Linked DNA regions of Zea mays: region 2 is linked to region 1. Evidence: chromatin contacts called from public Hi-C data. All regions are on one chromosome and are shown on one strand. Each heading gives the region's core, a stretch centred on a gene start, on an enhancer-like site or on the middle of the called end of the contact. The rest is flanking DNA. Distances are from core to core; before and after follow the strand shown.

The links. Hi-C and Micro-C count contacts between places; a contact is called where the count stands out from the background.
Region 2: a contact with region 1 is called in a Hi-C map of endosperm, with 4 times the contacts expected there. The contact joins the promoter of LOC100272936 here to the promoter of LOC100278883 in region 1. A contact is called at or near these places in 7 of 25 Hi-C or Micro-C datasets (bundle sheath, ear, endosperm and 2 more).

What each region holds. Positions count from the first base shown.
Region 1 is chr5:74,702,658-74,707,175 of Zm-B73-REFERENCE-NAM-5.0, forward strand. It overlaps LOC100278883 (Protein LOW PSII ACCUMULATION 2 chloroplastic), which reads left to right and starts at 2,922. Exons shown (of 3, transcript NM_001152015.1): 1 at 2,922-3,328; 2 at 3,882-4,035. The coding sequence starts at 2,953. The coding sequence ends at 4,021. LOC100191642 (Polyketide cyclase/dehydrase and lipid transport superfamily protein) reads right to left here and starts at 906. Exons shown (of 5, transcript NM_001348730.1): 1 at 287-906; 2 at 1-176. The coding sequence starts at 820.
Region 2 is chr5:75,068,287-75,072,902 of Zm-B73-REFERENCE-NAM-5.0, forward strand. It overlaps LOC100272936, which reads left to right and starts at 1,877. Exons shown (of 6, transcript NM_001147388.1): 1 at 1,877-2,165; 2 at 2,536-2,679; 3 at 2,813-2,904; 4 at 3,093-3,279; 5 at 3,413-3,568; 6 at 3,736-4,040. The coding sequence starts at 2,040. The coding sequence ends at 3,789.

The DNA.
Region 1 (4,518 bases), core at 1,672-4,171:
ACCCAATGCACTTTCATCGTCCCAGTGGTCCGGCACTCCTCCAGGGTCTTGTGGTAGATGAGCATGTCGTCCCACCTGTTGGACATCCGGAACTCGTCGTCCCCGAAGAAGTCCCTCACCTCCTCTGGACTGGCGTTCTCGAAGATGCTGCTGCTCTGGTACTGCGGAGGCCCGGTCTACAAAATATTCATCCAGATAAAAATAAAATTCAATCGTTACATGAACATGAAATCAAGTAATAAAAAAAAACACGACGCTGAGGCTCGTGAAAAAAAAATCCGCTCACCTGGGCGTCCCTCCTCCACGCCCGGTACGTCATGGTGGGCAGCGACTTCTCCATCATCTTGGTCCAGGCCGGGCCACCGTCCGCGCCCTCCACCAGCCTCCAGAGGTTCACCAGGTCGGCCATCCCCACCGCCACCGCCACCGGCTCCTCTCTCGCCGTCGCCGTCTCCGTCTCCGACGACCTGCCAAGCGCCACCGTTCCGCGGTTCCGTTGCACGGCGTCCTTGTCACCCTCCCTCTGCTGCACGGCGGTGCCGAGCGGGGCGCGGAGGCGGGCGGGGAGCTGGGCCTTCCAGAAGTCGAGCGTGGCGAAGGGCGGCTGCGCGGCGGCGGCGGCGGTGGTGGCGCTGCCGCCGTCGTCCGCGGTGGCGACGACGAGGCCGGCTGCCCAGCGCGGGCGCCAGGCCCAGCCGAGCAGCAGGCCGAGGAGGGCCGCCGCCCACAGGGGCCCCGCGAGGAGCGCCATCTCCCAGGCCGCCCCCCACGCCGTGGGCTGCTCCAGCACCCTGCCCACCGCCGACAGCACGTACCCCATCGGAGCCGACCGGCCGAGCAGTCGACGGCGTAGGGGGTCGGACGCGGCGGTGTGTGTGTGGGGGCAGGGTAGGGGGAGGGATGGAGGGAGGGAGGAAGGAGGGGGGCTTTACGGCCTCTGGCGAGGATTAAAGACTCGATTTTTTTGTTTGGTTTAGGGAAGGGTAAGGTGTGGTGCACGAGCAGGGATGGAGGCGTGTGGACACGGTGCATGGACTATCTCACTCTTGACCTCCCTATCTTTTCTACCTATCTGATTTCTAAACCTTTCATTTTTGTACTTTGCAGAGTTTAAATAATCAATCCCACCCTACTTTATTTGGAGTTCGCAGAGCTGCGTGGATGCTACGTGATATGGTAAACAAAAACAAGAGCTGAGTCTGGTGGGCATTTGTTTATTGGTTAGGACTTAAGCGTTTCATCATTTTTTTGTTAAAAAAGAAAAGAAAAGGTATGGTTTGCCCTTTGGTGTTCTAACTCATGTATTATAGATTATAATAGCGTGCTGATGGTGTGTGCTTACTTACCGCATCATCTCATTAGCTGTTGGTTGTGAAGTCGCTTTCCTAAGCATTCCATGTATCCCCGACTCCCCGTGTTGTTCCTTAAAGGCACAAAGGGTACACAGCTAAAAGGAATATGCTATGCCCGTGGCTTCTAGGCTTGCCAAACTACACAAAAAGGGCCATGCATAACTATTAGTCCGTAGCAACATGACGTTTGATTAGGTGTGGAAAAAACAAAATCTTCGTCCAAATAAATCAGCTCCTAGAGCAAAAAGGGGGGGGGGGGGGGGGGGGGGAATCGGACCAATCTTACATGTTGGATCAGCTCCTAGAAAATTGATTTGTTTATTCAGGAACCGAGGTAGTATTTTACATGGAGAGTGTTATTCAAACATGCGATTTGGTGGGTGGTCAACTCGGTAAACCCTTCCGATCCTATGCTTCTACGATACGTCATTGTTCTTGGCTGAGACTAATTGACTAAATCACCCTAGAGTCAGTCACGTACTCTTTCTCAATTCCCCTCCTCTCCCATGTTGGATATATCCCACAAAAGCGATAAGGGGATATAATAGAACCCAAAAAAAATATTAGTGAGACAAAAGAAACTCACTTTTCTTTTCTTTTTTCATTTGATGAAAGGGGCGCTCTTGTCTTGTGGCCGTACGATGCAGCAGCCCATGGACCGGGCGCATGCACTGCCGCGACAAGCCCAGCCCAACCCCAAAGCGATAAGGGGATCTGGGGGCTGAGGCTGCCGGTGGCGCGCGTCGATTCCGGTGGGGGCCCAAATCTCACTCCCGTCCAACGCCGCGCCGCCACGTCGGCTCGCGACTCGCTTTGGTGCCCCACTCCCCCCCTCGCCGGCGGCGTCACATCGCCACCACTAATCGGGTCGGGCCGGTCGGCCGTCGTGAGTGGCAGCATCCGTGCTTTTTTTTTTGCGTGCTCTGTGCTATATTTTTGCCCCCCCTTGTGTCTGCCACCCATATTGTTGGTACTTCTCCAACACAGATTTTTCTTGCTGCACGAGCTGACACGTCGCGGGTAGTGATCCGAGCACGTCTAGCGTGGCTAGAGAGCTTGTCGCCTTGGCCGTAAGGACACTTGTAAAACATGTACATCATCGAATATTAAAACCACGCATTTTAAACATCATCTTCAGTTAATATCTTTTACAAACAGCGCCTAACTGAGTTTATATGAAAACATGTAATGGCATACTTCAAAACGAAAGGATGTCATCCTATATAGGTTTTGGTCTAAAAAAGAAAAATGAAACATTTTTTATTTCTTTGGATTTTTTTAAAATATATCTGATTTGTCTTCTCAAACTTTTAACTTAGTTTAGCCCATATGATATGGATCACCACATCAGTAAAACCACTATAGGTGAAAAACAATTGTTTTTTAAAAGGCGAGGGATGCCAAAAAAAATTCTTCTGATTTTGGAATTCAACGAGCAAAATGAGACGAGGGAGTTAAATTGGATTTCCTGGATATAAGAATGAAAGGAAGCCATGGCCCACGAAACACGCGTCCATCCCTCTCTCCGGCCCGGCCCACAAACTCACCTCGTCATCTCCCCCTCAAACTGTCGGATAAGCCGCGCGCCGTCGCCGTGGCCATGGCGTCCCTCTCCCCCGCGCTCCTCCCCGGCGCCGGCGTGACCCTCCTCCGAGCGCCGCCCGTGTTCCGCGTCACCGCCTCTTCCTCGAGCTCGGGGAGCAAGAAGGGCAAGAAGCCCAAGAGCGGCAGCAAGGGCAAGGACACCAAGGCGCTGGAGCCTCCAGCGCCCGTGGTCCGCCGCGCGCCGCCGGGAAGCGCCTCCATATTCCAGCAGCAGAAGAATGAGGCGGCGTCCAGGGCCGGGGGCGCCGGTGGGAAGGGGCCCACGGAGGAGGAGCTACGGCAGCGGCAGGCCAACGAGAACGCCTTCCTCCTCGCCTGGCTTGGGCTAGGCATCATCATCCTTGTCGAGGGCATCGCACTCGCCGCCTCCGGTAATATACGTACTAGCAATTTGGTCTCCAACTTACAGTGCTGCACTCACTTTGATTATGGTGGACTGTTGGTGAATTCAGTTTAGAATATGACTGTAGTCTCCCCAATTGAGGAACTTTGTGCGTACATATGACTATATTAACACAAGGGATGGTGCTATTATTCTGTCAACTATTGATGAATTGAACAAAATTGTCATGGTGGTGGCATTGTGGTAGTTTTTTAGCTCACATGGCAGCTTTTTACCTTTCATAAATAGTCACTGGTGGCTTTTTTTACCTTTCATAAATCGCATTATAGTACTCAAGACATGAGAAATCTTCAAATGTAACATATTGGTGCAGCGATCATCGCAACTCTGGAATTGCCAGGTGCAATTCCTGAATCCTGAACCAATGATACATTGAAGTAATCAGCGACATGAATCTGAGTGTAGCATGATGCACAAAACTATCAAAGAAAGCATAAAACTACTAGTTAAGTTGTGAAAGCTTTTGGTACTGCAGAACTGCTGAGCCAAGTAGTCATGTTTTGAACTTGTATGTCATGCAGGTTTTCTGCCAGAGGAATATGACAGCTTCTTTGTTAAGTACCTTTATCCATCGTTCACTCCAACAGTTGTTCTGTTTTTGGCTGGTACGGTTGGGTATGGTGTCCTCAAATACTTTGAAAGCGAGAAAAGCAAAAGCTAGATGACAGCACGAAGGTGAGACTAAATATAATCATCTTGTGAACATCTAGGCTTTACTTCTCCTAATTTTGTTCACACGCTATTCTACAGTTTATGGTATGTTATGCTTCACTAGAAAGTCAAGATTGAATGATTTCACGATAGAGCTGCTGGTGGATAAGGGCATCTCTTACTCTAGACATCACGATAGAAATATTGATTGATGAGTGAATCTCTTACTCTAGACATCACGATAGAAATATTGATTGATGAGTGAATCTCTTACTCCAGCTGGACCATAGGTTATTTAAGTTGCTCTAAACAGTTTTGTTCCTAGCATTTGTTTTAATGCATGTAATGATGCATAAAGATGCTATTGTGGTATCTACAAATTATAAATCCTGCAATGTGGTAATAATGTGCTTCATAATTAGGTTCTGGATGGTACAAGAAGAGTAACACTGAATAGTAATAATGTGCTTCATAATTAGGTTCTGGATGGTACACCTCAAGAGTTTC
Region 2 (4,616 bases), core at 627-3,126, 360 kb after region 1:
ATAGTCCTCAGAGTAGTCGTCAAACATTCCTCGATTTTCTAAAATTATATATCCCACGGGTTTATTTATTATCGGACATGATAATAATCTCTACTATATTAAAGTACTAGCTTTTCTAGTTGCACGCTTCTACTATCATCATTCTTATAAAAAAGAACTTTTTATATTTCTTTGTAATTAACCCGCCGTCCTTTTGATTTGATGGGATCCAATTTCCATCGGTATATAAATAAAGATTCGAACCATGGTTATTAGGTCCAAACTCACACTCACACTTGCCTAACCAACAGATACACATATCTTTGTGCTTTATAATCTACACTCAGGTATAAATGTAAAGCATAGTAACCTAAGTACGGGCACTTTGCTAGTGCAAGCATGAGTGATGACTTTGGACGTGCGAGAAGCGAAAATCCCCAGCCACATACTGTGGAGTGTGCGCAGTTATTATTATTAGGCACGAGATGGTCGCTTGCTGCCTGTCCTAAAGACTTGTTTGGTTTACTTCGTGGCACATCTGTCTGAGTCAGCCAGCGAGGCAACAACCTTAGAGTGTGTTTAGTTGTGAGATAGCTAGGACTGAGACGTCGGATAACTGGGAACAACATTGGGATAGTCTTGTCTCAACTCTTGACCCTGAACCAAATAAATTTATTTGAGGGATCGTCCCATCTCATCTCGTCTTATCATTGCAACAAAACATACCTTAGGTGTTGGATTTTGATCGTCTGGGATTGAGATTGCGTGTGTGGCAGGCAAATGCCTCACAGGCTCTCAACCAAACAGGCCCTATAACTTTGGACTGAATTGCCTGGACGCAAATTAACAACCTTCGCGCGTCCATGCATGCTTTCACGTACGTGGCGGATCCGATCCGACGGTGACTCTAATGCAAGGGATTGTTTGGTAGAGCTCCGTTCCATAATTTTCTAGCTCCGAGAGCTGATTTTCTAATGAAGTGATTTTGAGTGATTCTCTACCGAAAGTGAATCTATTTGACAAAAATTGTTTGGTAAATAGGTCATAAAGTGATTAACAAGGGGTTAAAGAGTGGGTGGTGGGAAGCAGGTTTTTTGGCTCCCACTTTTTAATACAAAGTAGAAATTAGATTTACTGTACTCTTACTATAAAGCACCTCAAAATTTTATCGTTTGACTTGGTAGAAGTGATTTTCGGTGGGAGAGAATACCTCTAACGCCCCCTTGTTACTACTGGCGGCTGTACTGCTGCTTGCTGGCGCCACCGGAATTCTGAGACAACACGGATACAAAACGACAAGACCCCACTCGACGACGTCGCATGCAGATGAAGCGCAATTTTGGAAGAAGAAAAATAAGAAGAGAACTTTCATAGTGCGTAGTAAATTCCAAACTGAAAACGACCAACGCGCTTAAGTTTCTCTGGACTATGCTTGAAGAAGAAGAAGCAGCCTGGATTTAGCACGCGCATACGTAATGCTCGCTCGTCGTACACGGAAATTTTCAAATACATACACAATACAAATACACGACGTGGACCGTGCCCAAGAAAGCCCATCTGGCTGTGCAGACCAGTCGGGCCCACGGGGCAGTGGGACCGGATTTCTCGAAGCGCGGGCCGGCATACCGTCCCGGGCCCACCTGTCAGGTGGAGCCGCCCGCCGCTAGGCGCCTAGTGCACTCGGGCGCCTGCGCGACCAGGCCCGAAGCTTCTTCCCGGGCCCGCACCACGGATCAGGATCCGTCCCGCCAACGTGGGCGCGCGGCATTGGTCGGTCCGGAGCGGTTTCGCGTCATCGATGCGGTTCGCTGATACGGCAATACGGCATGCATGAGCGGCGACGCACGCACGCACTAGAAGGAAACTTCTGGGGGAGTCCGGAGAAGCTTTCGTTCCTTCGTCCTTCTCCTTCCCACCGCCACGCCACGCCACGCCACGCCGGCTCGGTACATATACTAGCCTGCCTCGATCGGCCTCCCTCGCATTCCCCCTCGATCGGCCTCCCTCCCCCAAGATCCTCCACTCGATCCCAAACAAACCAACAAATCCATCCATCGCACATGGACGCGTTCTTCTCGGCCTCCTCCGCGTCGGCGCCCTACGGCTACGGCGCCGGCGGATGGAGCTACGACTCGCTCAAGAACTTCCGCCAGATCACCCCCGCCGTCCAGACCCACCTCAAGCTCGTACGTCCCCCGTTCGCGATTCTCCCTGTTCTTCTCGTCGTGGGCGTGCGTTTCAGAAATTCCGGGGGCTATAGTCGTTGTGACTCGCGCAATTAGCATTTCGTATTTTTTTAAAAATATATATCAGTCGTTGGTTTCGTGCGTTCCAGAAATTCTCCTGCGGGTTGCGTGTAGCTGATGCGTAATTCCCTGACGTAATCTTGTGATTCGCGCGCGTCGTGTTCCTTGCGTTGAGAACTGCAACTGCGGATGCCACCGATTCGATCGATTCGTCACTTTAAGAACATGCATGATCCGGTTAGAACAGCAAGATATGATAAATCGATTTGAATCCAAATCTGACCCTCTGGTTCGGCTTGGTTGCCTGCAGGTCTACCTCACCCTGTGCGCGGCGCTGGCCTCGTCGGCGGTGGGCGCTTACCTGCACGTGGTCTGGAACATCGGCGGTACGCTGACAATGCTCGGTTGCGTCGGCAGCATCGCCTGGCTCTTCTCGGTGCCCGTCTACGAGGAGGTCAGTCCGTCCGCCCGTGATCCGTCGTGTCGTCCGTTCGTCTCTCCTTCGTCAGTTGACACAACCGAAATTGTCCATTGCGCCTTCGTCTCTCACACTGTGTTGCCCTGTTTGTGCGCGTGCGTGTGTGCAGAGGAAGAGGTATGGGCTGCTGATGGCGGCTGCCCTCCTGGAAGGCGCTTCGGTCGGACCCCTCGTCAAGCTCGCCGTGGAATTTGACCCAAGGTAACCTTGCACTTGTCGTCTTGTCTCTCGGAAATTGCCTGCGCTGTGCGCTGCTTGATTAAGATAATAATAATACAGTAATAATCAGGATTCGAACGCTACCAGGCTGGCAATGCGTCACCAGCCCGCCATAAGTTGTAGTAGTAGACAAATGCTTAGATGACGAATGGCTGTTTTTTTTCCCTCAGCATCCTGGTGACGGCGTTCGTGGGGACTGCCATCGCGTTCGCGTGCTTCACCGGCGCGGCCATGGTGGCCAGGCGCAGGGAGTACCTCTACCTGGGTGGGCTGCTCTCGTCGGGGCTCTCCATCCTGCTCTGGCTGCAGCTAGCCGGCTCCATCTTCGGCCACTCCGCAACCAGCTTCATGTTCGAGGTGCCTGCCTGCCTCTATCCTCTTTTAATTTATAATCCGATGGAGCAACAGTGTATCCATTGCTTGTCCGTCTGTGAGATGCATGCACACAGCAGCCTTGGCTTGAACACTTGCTTGCTTTCTCCTCCTGCAGGTCTACTTCGGGCTGCTCATCTTCCTGGGCTACGTGGTGTACGACACGCAGGAGATCATCGAGAGGGCGCACCGCGGCGACATGGACCACGTCAAGCACGCCCTCACCCTCTTCACAGACTTCGTGGCCGTCCTCGTCCGCGTCCTCGTCATCATGGTGAGTGAGCTCTTTCCTCTTGGTGATGATGCTGGGTTGCTGCCGCGGATTATATTGGTGGAATAGCTTGCGCATGATTTTGATTTCAGATTTCTCCCTGTGCTGCCGGTGGCGGTTGTTTCTGAATGGCTGTACTGACCGAACCGTTGGTGTTGCATGCTCTGCAGCTCAAGAACGGGGCCGACAAGTCGGAGGACAAGAAGAGGAAGAAGAGGTCGTGAGCGCGTCGAGAAGGGAAGCTCTTCCACTTCCACATATGCATAGGAGTAACTGCTGGGGTTCCTTCCTGGGGTGGAAGTGTGGAACTGAGCTGAGTGTTCAGAAGTGTTCCTTTGTTCGGCACCTTTGTTCTCTTCCTCTCTTGATGAGTCTGTAAATAGCTATGTCAATCTGGTTAAGCTTGGTTTGGTTGCCTGTGCCTGTGTTCGCTGGCCTTTGGATAGAATGCAAATTAAAGATGTTGCTATTGCACAGTCCATTCCTGTCCTTGTTTGTGACGGTTTATAGTAGTAGTGATGATCGTCACCCGTTTCTGGTGGCTGGAACATGCCGCCGCCGCCGTAACGAGCCGACGGCCAGCGCCCAGCGTGGACGAGTGAGACCGACGCACTGCGGACTGCCGTGCCGCCGTACTGTCCTGTCGTGGACTGGTAAGGAGAGGGGAGTGGTGGCTGTCTATCACATCGATGTTGACCGAATGACAGTAATACTACTCTACCCTTTCTAAATTCTGACGAAGCCAAGATAAACCTGCGGCACGGCACAGGCACAGCCGATAGAGCACACCGACACATGTTGCCTCCTGTCCTGGCTCTGCTTTCTTTAGCAGCAGCAGCAGCACAGTAGGCCCTCGCGTTCTATCGGGGGTCTCTTTCGGTTTCAGCTTTGCCTTGCTTCTCCGTTATGGTCCCTGACGGGTGTTGTTTGGTTCACGAAATGTAACGCAAAGGGTAATGATAATGGTTTACACTCGATTACTGTCGGTAACAAGTTTGAATAGTCCGGTATCAATTTTTAGTATGATATCTGATTACGGTTGGACTAAAAT